2 separate regions of the Mus musculus genome follow, and region 2 is linked to region 1. A link is a contact called in public Hi-C data. All regions are on one chromosome and are shown on one strand. The core of a region is the stretch at or near the end of the contact, and the rest is flanking DNA. Distances in the headings are between cores, read along the strand shown.

Evidence for each region. A called contact is a pair of places that touch in the nucleus more often than the background predicts.
Region 2: a Hi-C map of liver shows a contact between it and region 1, with 6 times the contacts expected there. The contact joins the enhancer-like site here to the promoter of Sdc2 in region 1. A contact is called at or near these places in 5 of 39 promoter capture datasets (the 3T3-L1 cell line, 3T3-L1-derived adipocytes and liver), 1 of 15 datasets of contacts at CTCF or cohesin (the NIH/3T3 cell line), 13 of 484 Hi-C or Micro-C datasets (the C2C12 cell line, the HL-1 cell line, the MC3T3-E1 cell line and 5 more), 4 of 115 datasets of contacts at active chromatin or transcription factors (cardiomyocytes, hepatocytes and liver) and 2 of 9 other capture datasets (adipose tissue and pancreatic islet).

Annotation. Positions count from the first base shown.
Region 1 is chr15:32,916,449-32,922,284 of GRCm38.p6, reverse strand. It overlaps Sdc2 (syndecan 2), which reads right to left and starts at 1,562. Exons shown (of 5, transcript NM_008304.2): 1 at 980-1,562. The coding sequence starts at 1,039.
Region 2 is chr15:33,012,376-33,018,637 of GRCm38.p6, reverse strand. Sdc2 (syndecan 2) reads right to left here. Exons shown (of 5, transcript NM_008304.2): 2 at 1,425-1,536. Among named protein-coding and RNA genes, the nearest start is that of Gm32764, 55 kb to the left of the region's middle. Within about 2 kb of position 2,662, at least 47 of the 459 cell types and tissues checked have an H3K27ac peak or open chromatin away from gene starts, as enhancers often do. A contact at or near this core is called in the C2C12 cell line, the NIH/3T3 cell line, hepatocytes and 4 more, where this site is marked.

The DNA.
Region 1 (5,836 bases), core at 313-2,812:
ACTGGGCAACGCAGAGAAACAAACTCCAACCCCAGAAACACAATCCTGACCAGAAATCAAATTTCCAGGGCCACAGAGGTGAAAGGATGCTAGTAGTGGAAGAAGACAGTTCATGGGAATATGGATCCAAAGGAGTATGAGGTTGGCAGGACAGAAATCTACATTCCCTCCAGCAGCCAGAGGATCTGAGGGCCAAAGCAATGTCACAAGCACCCTCATCTTTCCATTTTGAAAAATTCCATCTCTCTCCAACAGCTTTGCTCCACAAGGACCGTTCCTGGAAGATCCCAGAAACCAGAGAGCCCAGGCCTGTTCCCAAAAGCTCCATGAAGCCAGGAGCCTCCAAATAGACCACCGACTGCATCTCCACTTAGTGTGGGCCCCTTGCCACAGCCACAGGGAGCATTAAACAAATGCACTTTTAGAAACTTTCACTCCTGATACTCTCGGTTTCCTTAATATGGACCCTATCTCCCTAAACTTGCCTTCAGTCAAGCTCAAAGCCTGGAGTAGGGGGATGTGTGCAGAGGAACAGATCCTCCCCAAAGTTTCCAACTCACCCCTGGGGTTTGTCCAGTACACAGAGCTTACTGGATCCTTTCCTGGCCCGCAGTGGTGCTCTAGTAACCTGCAACTTTTAGCCCTCTGTCCTTCCTAGACTACACCATAAAATCCCCCAAGGCAGAAAGCTGGAAATGACTTTAAGGACCTGTGGGGTCCCTAACCTCCAAGTCTTGTGCTCCCACCCCCTGAAGACATGGCTTGGGTAACTCCCTGTAGCAGCTCAATTGTGCAAGAGGGAAAAGGAAGAGCCCAGGGGCAAGTGGTTGAAAAGCAAGCTCATTTGTTTCAGTAGAACCTAGGCAGCCCCACGTTCAGGGTTGGCAGATCCCCCAGGTAGCATCCCCCAATTACCCTCTGGCTCTTCTATTTGCCCGGGCACTCTTAACAGTGCACTTCCCCGGCTGGGCCCACTCACCGTCTCTGCGGACACACAGGCCATCAAGCCCAAGGTGAGCAGGATCCACGCGCGCTGCATATTCCCCAGGGATGTGGCTCCTACCCGGATAAAAGGAAGCCCAGAGCAAGCCTAAGAGGGCCTAGAAAAAAAAGAAGCTGAGCCGCCTCCAGGAGAGAGGTTTGGGCTCCGATTCCGAGCTCTAGCTGTCTTCTCTGGCGCCTGCTCTAGCGTTCTCCCTGCGCCCCGGAAACGCGGCGCCTTCTCACTTGTTGGCTTCTGTACTCCCAACCCAGAGTTGCTGCTTCGCGAGGCTGTTTTCTTGGTCTGGTCCTACAGGGCAGCGTTGTGCTTTCACTCGGCGGACTCCGGTGTCTGGGTCGCAATGCTGTCTGATTTGAAGCAAGCAGTCGATGGGTTGAAACCGAGCTGCCGCTCAAGTTTAGGATGCCGAAAGGCGAACGGCGGCGGGGACGCGCGGTCTGAGGGGCTGGAGCTCCAGGAGTATCTGGAGTACAGCACTCTACAGCTAGACTGGTGGCTTGGCTGCAGCGCCCCTCCTTCTACGCGCCGCCTCCTCCTGGGTCCTCCCCCTCGATCTCACCCCACACCCCTCCGTGTCCTCTCCCTGGTCCTGGTCTTGGTCCTGCTCAGCCTCCGCTTCAACCGCCCCTACCTTCCCTCCCTTCTTAGCCTGGCCCTCAAGGTTCCTCCCAGCTACTGGGGGAAAGGAGGTTGCCAGGACTCCATGATAAAACCAGGGAGAAATTCTTACGGGATTACACTGGGATTGGCAGCTCCCAGAGCCAGTGGGAGCCAGCAGCTCCACTCTGTGGCTGTCCTGAGAACCTGCCTCTGCAAACCTTAGTGCTCTTTCATTTTCTCTCTCCTTCTTTCCCCTTCTCAACACCCTCTCCTCTCCCCACCACCCTTCTGTCTCCCTTTCCCTTTCCTTCTCCTTTTCTTCGCTGTAATTTTCTAAAGAAAATTCGATGAAGGTTTAATGGGCATATTGAGCCTTTTCTTACTTGTGAAAATTGGGTCAATAGAAAGATGAGAGTCGAGAAAAATGAGAAAGTTTATACATCCCCTTCAAGTATTCACAGTGCCCATAGGTCTCCAGATAATGAAGATTGCAATTCAAAAACGACAAAAATAATTGTAACAAGTTAGTGTTAAGATTCTCCTTGGAACTTTCCCCCATGACCCACCTCCACCCCCATCCCAACTATAACCCACAACCCACAACCCTCAAAAAGGTAGAAAAACAAAACCCAAAACACAACAACTCCAAAGCACAACTCATTAAAGGCTTACAAACCATTTCTGCTGCTCACAGTTTGTACCCTGCCTCCTGACTCACACACACACAAACACACACACACTGCCCCAGGCATCAGCTAAGTTCGATTTCCATATTTTTACTTTTGGAAAATGTAAAATTGCAACAGATAAGGATGAAAAATTAGAGAGTCTAGATATTAGCAGATGAATTTCAGAGAATGAATGGTTAAGTAGTTTCTGGCTTTAAGAAAATGAGTATGTATTTCCTACATAAAGCAAAAGCATGCGTCATGTAGTTCGGTGCTGTATGGTGCTACAGAACCAGGCAGGCACATACTCTTCTAATGCTCACCGATGTTCTCTTGGATTTAGAAACTGAATGAATTATGGACCCATTTTCTTCTGTAATGTCCATTTATAAAGGGACAGGGACATTTCAGTATTAGCCACTATTTTGTTATCATGTAGGATGAATTAAAAATACATAATAACTATTTTGTAGGTAAATACTACTCCAGACCTCAAGCCACACCATAAAAAGCTCTGTGATTTTCTCACACAAACACATACCCATACACACACACACACACACACGCACACATGCACAAACACACATACACAGAGACAGAGAGACAGAGACAGGCAGAGACAGAGACAGACAGAGAGACAGAGAGAGACAGAGAGAGAGACAGAGAGACAGAGAGAGATACAGACATGAGGCCCTAGTCATTTTAGAACTAAACTGTAGTCATATCCTGTCTTAGTTAGGGTTTTACTGCTGTGAACAGACACCATGATCAAGGCAAGTCTTATAAAAAACAGCATTTACTTGGGGCTGGTTTACAGGTTCATAGGTTCAGTCCATTATCACCAAGGTGTGAGAATGGCAGTATCCAGGCAGGCATGGCACAGGCAGAGCTGAGAGTTCTATGTCTTCATCCAAAGGCTGTTAGTGGAAGACTGACTTCCAGGCAACTGGGGGAGAGTCTTAAGCCCACAGCCACAGTCACACACCTACTCCAACCAGGTCACACCTATTCCAACAAGACCACACCTCCAAACAGTGCCACTCCCTAGTCTAAGAATATACAAACCTTCACACATCCTAAGTGTGACTATTAGAATGTTTTAGTGATAAGTTACTGTTATAAATCTCAAAAGAAAAAAATTAGCAGGAGAACCATACCTTAAGACATCAACTCTGGCTCAGAAAGCTAACTCCCAACTTTCTGGTTCTTATAAGCAGCCTAAGGCACTGGCAGCCAAGAGAGGACAGGGAGGGGTACAACTAATGGCCACTAGTGGCCATCAGAAAGGTCTCTAAATCTGGGAATTATGAAGGTGTATTTCTACATCTGCTATGTGAAATATTTATGAAAATTGGTGGAGACTAAAATCCAGTTGAAATTTATTAATTATATCTGATACAGAAAAGATAGACCAGCTATCATTCTCCATATGTTCTGAGGTCCTCCAGCTGATGAGCTGGAGTTAAAGGGGTCTAGCAAAAAAATATTCTTAACTGATATCTTCTAAGATTTCATGGAGTGGTCTCAGAAGAAAATATACAGGATGAGAACCAGTGATATGGTTCAGCACATTTATGTTTAGGTATGGACCTTGAATTCCTGATCTTTCCAAAACTTTTATCATGAAGGGGTGTTGGATTTTGTCAAATGCTTTCTCGGTATCTAACGAGATGATCATGTGTTTTTTGTCTTTGAGTTTGTTTACATAGTGGATTACATTGATGGATTTAGATATATTAAACCATCCCTGCATCCCTGGGATGAAGCCTACTTGAATGATCATTTTGATGTGTTCTTGGATTCGGTTTGCAAAGCTTTTATTGAGTGTTTTGTTATTTTTATTAGATATTTTCTATATATACATTTCAAATGCTATCCCGAAAGTTACCTATACCCTCCCTCCACCCTGCTCGCCTATCCACCCACTCCCGCTTCTTGGCCCTGGCATTCCCCTGTATTGGGGCATATAAAGTTTGCAAGACCAAGGGGCCTCTCTTCCCAGTGATGGCTGACGAGGCTATCTTCTGCTACATATGCAGCTAGAGACAGGAGCTCTGGGGGTACTGATTAGTTCATATTGTTTGTTGTTCCACCTATAGGGTTGCAGACCCCTTCAGCTCCTTGGGTACTTTCTCTAGCTTCTCCATTGGGGCCCTGTGTTCCATCTTATAGATGACTGTGAGCATCTACTTCTGTATTTGCCAGGCACTGGCATAGCCTCATACAAGACAGCTATAACAGGGTCCCTTCAGCAAAATATTTCTGGCATTGTGCAATAGTGTCTGGGTTTGGTGGCTGATTATGGGATGGATCCCTGGGTGGGGTAGTCTCTGGATAGTACATCTTTTCATCTTAGCTCCAAACTTTGTCTCTATAATTCCTTTCATGGGTATTTTGTTCCCAATCTAAGGAGGAATGAATTATCCACCCATTGGTCTTCCCTCTTCTTGATTTTCTTGTGTTTTGCAAAATGTATCTTGGGTGTTCTATGTTTCTGGGTTAATATTCACTTATCAGTAAGTTCATATCTAATGACTTCTTTTGTGATTGTGTTACCTCACTAAGGATGATATCCTCCAGATACATCCATTTGTCCTAGAATTTCATAAATTCATTGTTTTTAATTGCTGAGTAGTACTCCATTGTATAAATGTACCACATTTTCTTAACCATTCCTCTGTTGAGGGACATCTGGGTTCTTTCCAGCTTCTGGCTATTATAAATAAGGCTGCTGTGAACATAGTGGAGCATGTGTCCTTATTTCCAATTGGAACTTCTTCTGGGTATATGCCCAGGAGAGGTATTGCGGGATCCTCCAGTAGTACCATGTCCAATTTTCTGAGGAATCTCCAGACAGATTTCCAGAGTGGTTGTACAAGCTTGCAATCCCACCAACAATTGAGGAATGTTTCTCTTTCTCCACATCCTCGCCAGCATCTGCTGTCACCTGAATTTTTGATCTTAGCCATTCTGACTGGTGTGAGGTGGAATCTCAGGGTTGTTTTGACTTGCATTTCCCTGATGATTAAGCATGTGGAACATTTTTTCTGGTGCTTCTCAGCCATTCGGTATTCCTCAGGTGAGAATTCTTTGTTTAGCTCTGAGCCCCATTTTTTTAATGGGGTTATTTGAATTTCTGGAGTCCAGCTTCATGAGCTCTAGTATATATTGGACATTAGTCCCCTATCAGATTTAGGATTGGAAAAAATTCTTTCCCAATCTGTTGCTGGCCTTTTTGTCATATTCACAGTATCTTTTGCCTTACAGAAGCTTTGCAATTTTATGGGGTCCCATTTGTCAATTCTTGATCTTACAGAGCAAGCCATTGCTGTTCTGTTTAGGAAATTTTCTCCTGTGCCCATATCTTTGAGGCTTTTCCCTACTTTCTCCTCTATTAATTTCAGTGTCTCTGGTCTTATGTGGAGGTCTTTGATCCACTTAGACTTGAGCTTTTTACAAGGAGATAAGAATGGATCAATTTGCATTCTTCTACATGATAACTGCCAGTTGTGCCAGAACCATTTGTTGAAAATGCTGTCTTTTGTCCACTGGTTGTTTTTACATC
Region 2 (6,262 bases), core at 1,413-3,912, 95 kb before region 1:
GCAGGGCATGCATTGGGAAGGTATACCTAATTATCACTGCCTTCTGTATTATCTGGTTCCTGTCAACTATGAGATGAATGGCCTCCTCCAATTCATATTCTAATCATTATGTCCCACATAAGCACACAGGACGAAAGAAATCATCTAAAACTAAGATCCTTCTTCTCTTGTGACACTTCTTTCAGCTTCTTGGAATAAAGCAAACATACTGTCTTTGATCACTGTACTATCAACATACACACATGAACTCACATTCATATGTACATAAGTACACACATGCCTACACATGCACATACATATAGAAATGACGTTGTACCAAACTGTAAGTTTAGGATTAGATTTTTGCTTCACTCTGTGAAAATATGGCTGGTCACCTGGAGACTGAAGGGCCCATGTGGACTAAAGCCAAGTCTGCTCACGACAGAGTTAAGCCAAAATCAGCCAAGCTTCAGCTGTAAGCCATTGTAGAGCCTGCCTCTAACTGGAAAACATGCAGGATAATGAATTAACCAAATGCCCACTGCTTCAAAGTACTTAGTGTTCGGATGGTTTGTTAGGCAACATTGCAGAGACAATAGACAACTAATACACTGAAGAAATCAAAGACATAAATCTATCTTTATATTACATAGCTGCAGTTCTGTTCCTCCTACTTATGAGCAATATACTTTAAAAGCCTGTAAGTTTTTGTTTTTGTGTATAATCTTAACATAGAGCAGGCATTTTATTAAATGGGTATTTGAAAGATTTCTTGAACGGTGGTTTCTATGACCATATTCTAAAATTTTTAACAATAAAACTGAAAGCTATCTCCTCAACTCCATTTATCCATGAAAAACTTTATATGATTGTGGTAGTTTGAGTAGGTACAGCCTTAATAGACTTGTGTGTGTGAATGCTTGGCCATAGGAAGTGGCACTATTAGGAGGTGTGGCCTTGGTGAAGTAGGTGTGGAAGAAGTATGTCACTGTGAGGGTAGGCTTTGAGGTCTCCTATGCTCAAGCTATACCTAGTGTGGCACACAGTCTCCTGCTGTATGTGGATCAAGATGTTGAACTCTGGTTCCTCCAGCACCATGTCTGTGTGCACGTTGCCATGCATGTTGCCATGATGATAATTACTAAACTTCTGAAACTGTAGGCCATCCTCAATTAAATGTTTTCCCTTATGAGTTGCTGTCAGGTGTCTCTTCACAGAGATGAATACCTAACTCAGTGGTAAATATAGTTATTTATTTCCACTTATAAATAATGAAACTGAGACTCAGCAAAGTTAGGTTCCAAAGTTCTCATAGCTTGAACTGGAATTTGTATCCCCAAACCATGCTCATGACTATGACACATGCTGTGCTTGTAACGGAAGAAGGCACAGCGAAATGTGTGCATGCCGGGGTATAGAGAATGGCATCCAGTAGGCAGCCTTACCTGAGCCTGAGGCAGAAGAATAGTCATCATCATCAATAGGATATACTCCTGAAGCTTCCTCAATGGAGCTATTGTCAAGGTACATATCCTTATCGGATGTCAGCTCTGTTCTCTGAGAAAGGAAAGATAAGCAATTCAGGATGGTCAGATTAAGAAAGGCTCTGCTGTCTCTTGTGAGACTATGCCGGGGCCTAGCAAACACAGAAGTGGATGATCACAGTCAGCTATTGGATGGGTCACACGGCCCCCAATGGAGGAGCCAGAGAAATTACCCAAGGAGCTAAAGGGAACTGCAACCCTATAGGTGGAACAACATTATGAACTAACCAGTACCCCGGAGCTCTTGTCTCTAGCTGCATATGTATCAAAAGATGGCCTAGTCGGCCATCACTGCAAAGAGAGGCCCATTGGACTTGCAAACTTTATATGCCCCAGTACAGGGGAACCCCAGGGCCAAAAAGTGGGAGTGGGTGGGTAGGGGATTGGGGGGGTGGGTATGGGGGACTTTTGGGATAGCATTGAAAATGTAAACGAGGAAAATACCTAATTAAAAAAAAAAGAAAAGAAAGGCTCTGCTTTGTCTACTGTTCACATTTTGCATATGCTGTATTGAAGATCTGTCACTTTGCAGCTGTGTTCTGCATTCTCCTGTCCAGCCACCCTTCTCTCTCTCTCTCTCTCACACACACACACACACACACACAAAACCCCAAGGAAGCTCACGTGGCCTAATCTTATATAATAATGACCGCACTGATATCCAAGTCTGGCATAGGCTTAGCTCATTGCACCCCACTTCACTTACCTGAGTATCTGTTGTTCTAAGTTACTAAACTATCTCAGACATTCATTCTATCACAAATGAGATTACTTAGTGATTAATGTTAAGCTACAGAATGCCTAAATTATTTACGATTTTCTTGGAAACATAAAGCAAGGTATTATGACACTAGGCTAAATAATCACTTAGGGACGTATACACACCAGATACTTAACAGGCGTGGCCATGCGTGGCTTTCTCACTACAGATAAGTGCTCTCCAGTTACTAGGGAAAACCAGAGATCTCTGTACAGACCAGACCCACACTGACATCAGGCAAGGTAATCTGTGTGGAACAGGGCCTGTGGAGCTCATATGCCAATGGTGAAAGTCCATGGCAAGCCTACTTCTCAGGCTTGCTGGCTTAGCAAAGTTTAATGACAAACAGATAAACCCACAAGAGTACTTTTTCTTGTATTACTGGCACTTGGTGACAGCAAGTCATAGGCTTGATGTGGAGCAGGATTGAGTCACCAACTATCCCATTTCCAGAGCCTCTCAGCTTTTCAAGAATTGGCCATGATTAAAATTCAGTCTATGTTTGCCCAAGAAGTAACTTGCATGAATTGCAGACAGAGCAGAAGTGGAATTTTTTTTACAAAAGGATTTAGTAAATTGATATTTTACTACAAGTATCTCAGACTAGCAGTTTTTGGAACAAATGACATTCATTTTAGTCCTATTTTTAACGATCAAATTGGAATGTTTGTCCCTCACGGAATTATATATATAAGAAAAAATTCCCCTTACTATGTTGGTTTCCACTAGATTTCTTCTAAAAATAAAACTCGGTTTCAACAGTCAATATGCGTGAACCTCCCTGGGAAAACTAGCAGGCACACTCTGAAAGCAACACTTTGTCCTCTCAAGTTTCAGGGGCTTGCTGGAGAGGCAGGAGGATATTAAATGTTAGCCCACAATCTCCACTGGCCTTGATGCCAAGGAACAAAGAAGGATGGGAATCACTTTGAGATATCACACTGGGCAATTAAGAGGCCACAGCCCTTAGGGATTTGGGTTCCAGCAGGCTGGTTTGCAGGCATGAGTAACACCCCTCTCACAGCAGCCAAGAATGTTCTGGAGCTGTCCAGACATACAGTTAGATTCATCTGTAATCTGAGACAGTTCTACAAAATACCAGTCTCCAAGCCTCTGATCATTCCATATTTTAATTCTCAAAGCTTGCAAACTGAGTAGGGACTTCTGTATACTCTAGCCTCATACATTCTCTGACCCTATTACATTCTCAGCTCTTTTGTGGGAGAAGGCTGTGCACATAGCCCCCTAACATTCCTGGGATATACATTCATACATATATGAATTCAAACTACTGTAGGTTGAAAAACTGTGTGTGTGTAAATATATAATGGTACTAATGAATCTGAGGTAGGACAATCACACGTTTGAGGGCAGCCTGGGCTACTTAATAAGACCCTGTCACAAAATAATGTGAATATAAATTTTAAAAAATTCGGTACTGAGTGTATACCATAATAAACAACAGCTATCAGCACAACCATTATAAGTAGCCAGGAGATGACTTAAAGTACACAGGAAAAATCTGGGTACGTGGAACTGTTATTTTATATAAAAATGACCTGTCGTTTTAATATAATAAAAAAGAAAGCATTTGTCAGTGTTGGTGTACAAGGCATCTTAGACTCAACAGCAGGACCTCCCTGAAAGCCTCCTTACTGCACACTGCTAAATCTTAGTGCCTGGAATAAAGTAGGTGCCCAGAAAACACTCCTTTTGTTGAACTACCTGCCTCGAGCTGCTGTTGGTTTCTGCCTGGATTAAACCTTGTCTTTATAAATTACCTAAGGAACTATCTACCCTGTCAAATCCTGCCTGGTTTTCAAAACACACTGGCTTCTCTAGAGAAGTCCCCTAGTTATGAACTTGCTTTTTCTGACTCTGCAGCACATGTACCAGGGAAGAGAGAGTTTCCTGTTGTTTTTAATTAGCTCCTGTGTACTCTCCCTGCTTCTGGATGGAAACAAAGTTTTCATCCAGGTCTGGAATAACCTGCATGACCTTATTCTTCGTCCAGTTCAAAGTGCAAATAAATATTTGTCAACTGAGATTACTAAATCACACTGGCTTAAGCAACCTTTGATTCGATTCAGGTTTCAGTAACATACATTGTAAGACCTCTAGGATCCTGATAGTTAAAAGCTCTTGAATTCAAGCCTGGGAGGTAACCTGTCCCACAATTCCCACACTTTGCACTGCCTCTGATTAAGTGACCCAGGGTTCTTAAAGTAAGAAGAAGATTTTAGAAGCTAGTTTCTCCTTTCTTAATAACAAATGTGTTTCATTCTCTTCTTTGTTCTTTCTCAAAGAAATCTGATATGGTAGTGTTAATAATGAGATAATTAATTCTTATATACCAATCAGGCTTTTAGTGTTACATGACCCAGTTATCAGGACAATCATTCTGTACCAATGTAGGTGGAATTCTCTCAGAGTATCCCAGCAACATATTTTAGCACTCTGAGTAGCATGAACAGCCACTGGTATAAGAGGTGGCTGCACGGCTTGGATTACTATAGGACTTGAGATAGGGCCAGGTAACGTCTAGAGTCTGGTTGAAGCCACTTTGGTCTTATAGCATCAGGGTAGTTCAAGGCTGTCCAGATGTCTGATGTATTTGGAAGCAGCCAAAAGTATTTGTTCCTCCATCATTCATTGGGATGCAAGTAATTTTGACATCAAATTAAAATCATTCCTCCCTGCTCTAATTTCAGAAACACTGGCAACAAAGTGGAAATCAACAACATTCTTGTATAGAGTCCACATTGAGAGCAAAAAGGACCTTTTTCACCTGTATCAGCTAGTGCTCTATGGACCCATTCCTCTAAAACACTGTCCCAAACAAGACAAACACCATTTCTGAAGTGTTCACACCCTGTGTTGGTAAAAGATTTTGCAGTTAACATGCTGAAAAGGCTAATAAATTATATACCAGCATTTCCTTAAGATGTGATGTGCATCTCTCTAAGGTCATGCTAAGGGGATCTCACAACTAGATAAACATACACTCCCCTTTGACAGCACATGCTCTGCACATGCTTAGTGGCTCAGTGGCACAGAGTGACTGTGTGGAAGTGGCTGGGAGGAGAAGCACAGAGGCCAGCAGTGGAAATGTGGTATTTCATACAGAGGCTGTTTAATTTGGGTCTCACCATGGCTATGAAGAGCTGATGCCCTGGGCTAGTAGGGCTCAGAGAACAAAGCTGGCCCTTCACAACAAATTCAGGAACAGAAGGGAAGCTGTGGAAAGCATGGAAGTAGAGGAAACCAGCTAGAGATTGAGCCAGGAGGAACTGTCTCAACATTTTCTTCTCTACTTAACATCCTACCAATCCAATTCCCCTTATGGAAGATGGTGTTGCCTAGAGCCACAGGTGCTTGTTGTCTTTAATTAATTATGAGAAATATCTCATCTTTAAAATGCAATAGAAAGAAAGAACTCTTTGGACAAAGACACTCCTGTCCTTTACTGTGATGGATCTGACAGAGGAACAAGCCCTTGGGTATTTACAAGCACTCATTGTAAAGGGTTGTTTAAAGAGACTGGTCTACTATCTAACAATTTCCCAAGCTTTTACCATTTCCCCATATATATTCCATTTAACCTAATCATAGAAAAATGTGGAGTCCCAAAAATGGGAAAAATTCTTAAAACTTATTCTTAAGAAACTCATAATTCACAGCTATATGAACTAGCACTTGTAGGTCCTTAGTTATACAGAACGCTCAGTGGTGTATGGTGGTGGTGGTGGTGGTGGTGGTGGTGGTGGTGGTGGTGTGTGTGTGTGTGTGTGTGTGTGCATGTGTGTATGTGTATCTGTTTGCATTTGTGCATGCACATGTGTGTGATTGCACAATAGTGTATAGGGAAGGTGAAGGCTCAAAAGAGAGTGAACATGAGCAGAGTAGAATATATATGTATGAAAACATATTAAGGAAATACTTGATTCTGTATTCTAAACAAAATTTAATTTAAAAATAA